2 separate regions of the Sus scrofa genome follow, and region 1 is linked to region 2. Evidence: chromatin contacts called from public HiChIP or PLAC-seq data. All regions are on one chromosome and are shown on one strand. Each heading gives the region's core, a stretch centred on a gene start, on an enhancer-like site or on the middle of the called end of the contact. The rest is flanking DNA. Distances are from core to core; before and after follow the strand shown. Region 1 overlaps LOC102165168 (a long non-coding RNA gene). Region 2 holds the start of LIN7C (protein lin-7 homolog C).

What was found. HiChIP or PLAC-seq counts read pairs in DNA pulled down with a chosen protein or histone mark.
Region 1: an H3K27ac HiChIP or PLAC-seq map of skeletal muscle shows a contact between it and region 2. The contact joins the enhancer-like site here to the promoter of LIN7C in region 2. A contact is called at or near these places in 9 of 47 Hi-C or Micro-C datasets (adipose tissue, alveolar macrophages, fetal skeletal muscle and 4 more) and 1 of 2 datasets of contacts at active chromatin or transcription factors (skeletal muscle).

What each region holds. Positions count from the first base shown.
Region 1 is chr2:33,151,689-33,155,871 of Sscrofa11.1, reverse strand. All of the region lies in intron 2 of LOC102165168 (a long non-coding RNA gene), which reads right to left. Among named protein-coding and RNA genes, the nearest start is that of BBOX1, 140 kb to the left of the region's middle. Within about 2 kb of position 1,876, at least 34 of the 83 cell types and tissues checked have an H3K27ac peak or open chromatin away from gene starts, as enhancers often do. A contact at or near this core is called in adipose tissue, fetal skeletal muscle, mesenteric adipose tissue and 2 more, where this site is marked.
Region 2 is chr2:32,843,449-32,847,264 of Sscrofa11.1, reverse strand. LIN7C (protein lin-7 homolog C) reads right to left here and starts at 2,337. Exons shown (of 5, transcript XM_003122904.4): 1 at 2,006-2,337. The coding sequence starts at 2,042.

The sequences.
Region 1 (4,183 bases), core at 627-3,126, 310 kb before region 2:
CTGGCAAATAACAGACATGCAATAAACACTAGTTAAATGATGAAAATCACTCATTTCTTCCACAAATAGGCATTCACTATAGAATTATCATATGATTTGATCCAACAATCCCACTCCTGGGCATCTATCTATCTGTAGAAAACCATAATTTGAAAAGACACATGCCCCCAAATGTTCATTGTAGCAGTATTTATAATAGCCAAGACATGGAAGCAACCTGGATATCTATCAACAGAGGAATGGATAAGGAAGATGTGGTACATATACACAATGGAATATTATTCAGCCATAAAAAGCATGAAATAACTCCATTTGCAGCAACACAGATGGACCTAGAAATTATCACACTAAGTGAATAAGTCAGACAGAGAAAGACAAATATCATATGAGATCACTAATATGTAGACTCTAACAAAAAGTGATACAAAAGAACTTATAAAACAGAAACAGACTCAAAGAGTTTGAAACCACATTCATGGTTACCAACGGGGAAATATGGGGCAGGAGGGATAAATTAGGGGGGCTGGGATTGCCATATACATACTACTATATATGCAATAGATAGGTAACAAGGACCTACTGTATAGCACAGGGTTATCTACTCAATACTGTGTATAACCTATATGGGGAAACAATCTGAGAAAAAAGATATGTATAACTGATTTACTTTGCTGTATACTTGAAACTAACACAACTTTCTAAGTCAATTACACTCCAATAAAATTTATTTTAAAAAAAGGAGTTCCCAGAGTTCCCATCGTGGTGCAGTGGTTAACGAATCCAACTAGGAACCATGAGGTTGCAGGTTTGATCCCTGCCCTTGCTCAGTGGGTTAAGGATCCGGCATTGCCGTGAGCTGTGGTGTAGGTCAAAGATGCGGCTCAGACCCCGCGTTGCTGTGACTCTGGCATAGGCTGGCAGCTACATCTCCGATTAGACCCCTAGCCTGGGAACCTCCGTATGCCGCGGAGCGGCCCAAGAAATGGCAAAAAGACAAAAAAAAAAAAAAAAAAAAAAAGGAGTTCCCTTTGTGGCTCAGTGGGTTAAGAACCCAACTAGTATACATGAGCATTCGGGTTCCTGGTCTCACTCAGTGGGTTAAGGATTCAGAATTACCGCAAGCTGCAGCAGATGTCACAGATGCAGCTCAGATCCCACGTTGCTGTGGCTGTGGTGTCAGCCAGCAGCTGCAGCTCCAATTCAACTCCTAGTCTGGAAACTTCCATAAGCTGCAGGTGTGGCCCTAAAAAAAAAAAAAGAGAGAAATAAATAAAACAAATGGGCAATCAATAAATATTCATTAAACATGTATTAAGTGTGAGGAATTGTGCCCATAAAGGAGAATTTCATCCATTCATGAAAAATATCTCTGCACCTTCCTGCCTCCACTGGCCATACCTTCCCTCCATCCTCGCAAACAGACACACACATGTTGTCTCTGCCTCCGAGCCTCATGGCCCAAAGAAAAGAAACCCAAAGAGAGGGTGACCCTGTCCCCATGGCCAGCTGCAATCAGAGCCTGCCCTGGCAACTGGCCAGATGGAGCATGTTTCCTGGGCCCTGCCTAGTAAATATTCAGCTGCAGTCAAAGCCATGGTCCAGTGAGCAATTAGAGAAAGAGGCCCAGGTGCCCCTGGAGGAGCTGGTTTCTATTGACAGGAACACACGGAGGCTGCCTAGGACACAGCCCTCCTCCTCAGCCTTGACTTGATCACAGCCAACACGCCGACCACAAGCTTTCCTCCAGACGCTTGCAGCTGGCTGGAAAATGAGCATGATAGTAAACACATGTTGCCACGCCTGTGACCTGACAAATCAGATCACCTGCCTCAGACCCACACGAGGGCTTGACTGTGAAATCAAGTTCTCTGAAGGCACCATGGAGCTGTTGTTGTTTGTTGAGAGTCTCAGGTTACTCAGCAGGCCTCTCAGTCGAGGGGAACATAATATCTTTATTGTCCCCTGTTCCAAAGAAGCCAGTATCAGCCTTGTTCTTGTCAAGGAGCCCAATCACTCTCATTCGAAGGCTGTATTTACAAACGAAGCGGGATGGCTATAAAACTGATGACCTTGCTGCTTCTGGAATCTCATAAAAAGTTTCCAAGCTGCTCCTCTCCGGAGCAAATAAGGGCGTTGCAGTTGCTGGTCTCCTGGCAGGGCTCCAGCTATGGCTATTACATTCTTTCCTCGTCAACTTTCCTCGTCAACTTTCCAAATGCAGACTGGCTTGTACGTCAGGGTGCCTAGCTCTGAAGGTCAAACCCAGAGGTGGGGGCAACACAGAAAACAAGAAGGAGAAGGGAAAAAAGAGGCAACATTGATCGAGATGCTGTTATATGCCAGGCACTGTGCAAAGGGTTTTTCATCAATTTTCTCCTGCAGGCTTTGTAACTTTACTCATACTCTGGCACTCACTGGAACTTTAACCCATGTCCCATGTGTTGAAAATGTTTATGGCAGGTATTACTTTTTCTTTGGGGTCCTATGGATATTGTTTATTAAAATATATCTATTTTCCAATGACCTGAGCAATAGAAAAAGCCAGGTGATAGGATGAGGTCAATGAGAGGCAATGCTCAAGCGTGGGGATGGGGCTGCTGGGACTCTATTATTTTGCTGATAAAGACATATTTAGTGAGCATGTGTCTTGTTTTTTTTCTGTGCTTCCTTCTTTGCATGAGATGCAAAGCTTAAAGGAACAGCACCTGTTTTATGATCAAAAGAATAAACGATGGTAAAATTAGGAAGAAGGACATGGATGGCAAAGTCATGATGCTCCCTCAACTCCATCTCCCTGTGTCATGCTTCTTGTTACCAAGAAAAAAATAAGCCCCCTTCCTGGTGGTGGTGACAGACTTTAGAGTGGCCCTGGGGTTCCCGTCTACCCAACTTGAATGTGGGTGGGACCCATGACTTACTTCTAACCAATAGAATACAGCAAAGATGATGGGCATCTCGCCATGATTACATCAGGTTATATAAGGCTTCGCCTTGTTAACGGATGTGCTCTAGAGACGCTCCTTGCTGATTAATTAAGTTAACAGCCATATTGGAAAAGCTCAAGTGGCCAGGAACTACAGGAGGCTTCTAGGAACTGCAGGAAGCCTCTACAAACTGTGGGAGCTTCTAGGAACTATGAGTGACCTTTGGAGTAGCAAGAGGCCTTCAGAACTTAAGATGTCAGGGTCTTTAATCTAGGATTGAAGACTGTAAGAAAACATATTCTGCCAACAACCTGAGTGAGCCTGGACGTGGATTCTTCCCCCGCCAAGCTCCCAGATGAGAATGCAGCCCTGTTGATACCTTCATTGCAGCCTTATGAGACCGTGCGCAGAGGATCCAGCCAAGCCATGCCCAGACTCTTGAACCATAGAAACCGTGAGTTAAAAAATGCATGTTGTTTGGACCACTAGGTTTGTGGTACTTTGCTATGCAGCAATAAACCACTAATACGCTCCGTTACACTGCTCAGCTTTCTATTACAGGCAGCCAAATTGACATAGATACAAATTGATACATAGATGAGCATCTAGAGAAGTTCCCCCCCCACCCCCTTACAAAAGTATTGAGGAACAGAGTTGACTCAGAGAAGATAGAAGATCCGGGGTGACTGGCAGATGAATAAAAAGCTGGATCTTAGATTTTTCTCCATATCAAAGAACTGAGTACGCTCATTCAAAAGGCTTTCAGCTGCTGACTATTTAGGTGCTTCCTAAAATATCATAGGTAATTGAGGACTAGAAAAGAGAAACACTTACCCTTTGGGGTAAGTGTTTGACTAAACTAAAGGTAGGAGAGCAAACCGTATATTCCCTCTTTCTGCAGTTTTTAGTTTGGTTGGAAATACTTCTGTCATCTGAAAATAGCAGCGCCAGCTGGCCTCCCTGGAGCTCTTACTACATACAAAGTGCTGTGTCAAGCCCTTCACCTGGATTATCTCTTCCATGCTCACAGCCGTCCTGCAAACTAGGGATGATTATTATTAACACATGGCAGTTGAGAAAACTGAGATTCAGAGAGGTTAAGAGGCGGGTCAGTAGGCAATCTGGCTTCATACCTAAGGTATTTAAACTCTATGCTATTCATTTGGTTGTTAAAGAAGGAAAACAGAGAAACATAGTCATAAGAAGGGGGGGAACCTCTTTTCCATATTTCAGACACATGGGAAAACTACAAATATTTT
Region 2 (3,816 bases), core at 1,088-3,587:
CTTAAAGGATTGGAACCTCATAGAATTAGTATAATCTTATTTGTGTTTGTAACTGGCAAACTAGGAATAAATGTAGTGAAGAAAGAAGTAGATTCTTCAATTCCAGGTAATAAAAGCTTAAACTGATGTTAATACAACGTCAACAGACTTTCAGCTTTCTGTCTCCCACCACCAGAACGGCTGGTGAACAGGCAAGTGTTGGTTCATCAAATATTTTGATTTATAAAGCTAGAATATGTAAGGTATATTAAACTCTTCAATTAAGAAAAATTTTAAAAGTAAAATACTCTTTACTGAACCTAAATGTACCCAACATGTGCTCAAATGTGTTCCACTGAACCTTGTTTGATGATTTTGAAGGCATTTAGGATCTTGAACATTTGCACTAATTTTATAATGCAGAACTGCTGGAAGAGTTTCTAAATAGAGTCTGTTAAACAGAATGCTAAATAAGATTTACAGTTGATGTAATCTGACTTTCTTATCCTGCTAAATGGTATCCACTAGTAATTCATCCTACTAAGGTGCTGAGCATTTGGAACCGAAATGAACTCTGAAACAGAAAAAAAAAACAAAGCCATGACTACCACAACTAAATGCCAGAGGTGAAGTTTCACATTTTGTACTGCACTTAAAAACACAAAAGACCGCCAACATGTTAGAAGCCTACAACTGGCTTTCAAAGAAAAACACCTACTCCTGCTAACACCAAACAGATTTGTTCCCATCTACAAAGCACAGTGCCATTGTGCTCAGGAAGAAGATGTCATAGTTTCCCCCTAACTTAGCAAGTCTTCCCAGAGTAGCTACTCCTCTGTCAAAGATGATACTTTAATTAAAGGTCTGGTAGGCTGGAGGAAAACAACATCACTTGTAAAGTAACTTACAAGTAGTGAACACCATAAGGAATAAACAATGTCTAGTGTGCATTTGTTTCTGTAAAGGCACAAGGAAAGAGTTCACCAACTACAATAATTCTAAAAATGCATTCTCTCCTTAGAGCGGAAGTTACTTAACACTCAGACAGTAAATGCAAAAGTTAATATCTGCAAGATATTTTCAATCTCCATCCTATACTTTATCACTAGTACTCCATATGTGTACTTCATACTTTTTGACTCTTACGACTCCTAATACTAGCATGTCAAAAGTATGCATGAAGTTATTTGAAAAAAAGGACTTGGGAGGAAAGAGGGGAATGCTGAAAATCTTCAACAGGCCTCTTCTAGGCTCATAGCTATGTACTTTAACTGGCTTTTCGATTTCCAGTCATTCAGCAGAAAGGTTTTATTTTCCTTGACAGCCTGCTCTACAAAGCAAGCACCCAGCCAGTTAGCAATTGTAGGATTTGTAAAGAAGGAAAAAAACTACACTATTAAGTATTTTACAATCTACCACAATTCCAACTAGTTATGTAACCTTCTTCCCTGGACATTAGTAAGATTGTTTTTAAAGCACCTTCTCCGTACGGGGAGGGGGACCACAGCCAGAACACAACCCGATAGAAATACAAGTGGGGTTGTGGTCGAAGTAACGACAGCGTTCGTGCATAAATAAGGTGGGTTCTGTGGCAATGTACTGTGAAGCCGGGCTGTGTGAGTAAGGCGGGGACACTGGATTGTGCACAGGTCAATACGGGCAGTGAGTGTAGTCTGTACAACTGGGCGTGTGATGTTTGCTTAGCTAGACACGTCTCCGAACGCTGCGTCTGCCATACCCATCCAGAGAACGCGTGTGCAGAGTGTGTTTGCGAACGCAGACAGGTGGGGTCGAACAGTACTGTGCTTCGCGACTGTCCGTGTGAATAGAGGTGGGTCTGGGTATCAGTCAAGAGCAGCAAGCTCTCCCCCTGGGGCCAGGCGCAGCAACGTCGGCGGCCACCGGCGCCAGCGCGAAGAAAAGACTGATTCCAGATCTCAGAGCTTAGCTGCCCCCCACCCCCACGGCGGAAAGGCACTCCCCCACCTTCTCCGTCCACGACAGTCCCGGCCTAGTCCCCACTCACCCCTCTCCAGTCGCACAGGTTCCCCCAACGCCGCCATCTTCTCCCTTTGCCTGCAGACCCACAGGAAATGACGATAGAGGGGCTGCGGTGGAGGGGCGGGGCTTAGCAGGAGCCGGGAGCAACCGAGCCAGTATCGCGAGAGCGGGAGCAACCGAGCTGGGGCTCGCGGGGATCTTCCCGTGGGCTGAGCGGGCTCCAGAGGGTGGCCTTGGGCTGCATCTTCAGTGCTTGTCAGGTTCTCCAATCCCCCGGCCTCCTATAGTTGAAAAGAGTCTCCCTCCCAATTCTTTCCCCATTCTTAGCTATCCCACCCGTTTGCAACCCTTGGCTCCATGTGGTGGAGTCTGGATTCTTGTTACCCCTTGGTTCTGTGAGCCTGGACTGCTCACTTACCTTCTTTCGGCCTCAGTCTTCCCCTCTGTCGGACAAAGAGTCCGATCTCCGATTTCTTTAGATTCTAAGTGAGATTCGGTGACGTGTGTAAGTGAGATATTATAAATTCCGCATTTGTGGCTCCATTGCTTTAATTAATTTACCAATCCAAGGCATAGATCTTCCCTAGAAATCTGAGAATAAGGATAGAAAGTACGGAGTTCCCCGTCCTGGCGCAGCGGAAACGAATCCTACTAGGAACCATGAGATTTCGGGTTCCATCCCTGGCCTTGCTCGGTGGGTTAAGAATCCGGCATTGCTGTGAGCTGTGGGCTCAGATCTGCCATTGCTGTGGCTGTGGTGTAGGCCTGCAACTACAGCTCCAATTAGACCCCTAACCTGGGAACCTCCATATGCCCTGGGTGCGGCCCTAAAAAACACAAAAGGCAAAAAAAAAAAGGATGGAAAGTGCAAAAGTCATGAAACACTCTTGGGTGAGTGAGAAAACAAGACACTTGGGTGCATCTCAAAGTAGGAATTTTTAAAAGCTCATCAAAAACCTTATATAAATGAAATATTAGGAAGCAAATAATATTCTTAAAACACTCTAGATTCTTAGGACTACTTTTGAAAATTTCATGAGCCAAAACCAATTTTAGGCCTTAATTTGAGTGTGAAATATTAATTTGCCCAGCATTTCAATTCCACTAGTATTTATTCAAGCTCCAGTCTGCACTGCTAATCTGTGGGGTGCTCTTACAAAGGAGTGTTTAACACTTCATGACAAGATGGTTTTAACGACCTCTCTGTTGCCCCATACATCCTTTCCATTCAACTATAGTATTTTCTTCTCTTCCATCATGAATGCCACCATTAGACTCTTTTTTCCCCCTTGAACCCTGATTCCATCATCAAAGGTTACTGCTCAAAAACTTTCAATGGCTTCCCCCCCCCCAATTCCTATTCCTAAAGCCTTGCAAACTCTGATCCTAACTCATCTAACCTCATTTCTCATCCCTCAAATGGAATAACCACTCCAGTAGAGGTGGAATGTTTAAAACCATGCTTCTTCTTGCTTCCAAGTCTTCATTTATTTTGTACTTATGTAGAATGCCTTTCTTCATCGCTTCTAGTTTTCCATACTCTGTACATCCTCAAACTGAACCCATCCTCCAGGTCTGTGGAAGATATGCCACTTCCACTAAGTTTCCCTTTTGGCCATTCTGTTTCCCTTCTTTGGTCCTTAATGGCCCTTATGTCCTGCAAAAGCATTCATGTACTTTTCATCTCTTATTCATTGCTGTCATTTGTTGCTACAGATGTTCAAGAACTTTTGCTAAATATTTAAGGTCTATATCGGGCACCTTGCTAGACATTGAGAATATCATGTGGAGAAAGACAAATGCAGACATTGCCCTTGACTCTTCAAATATTTCTTC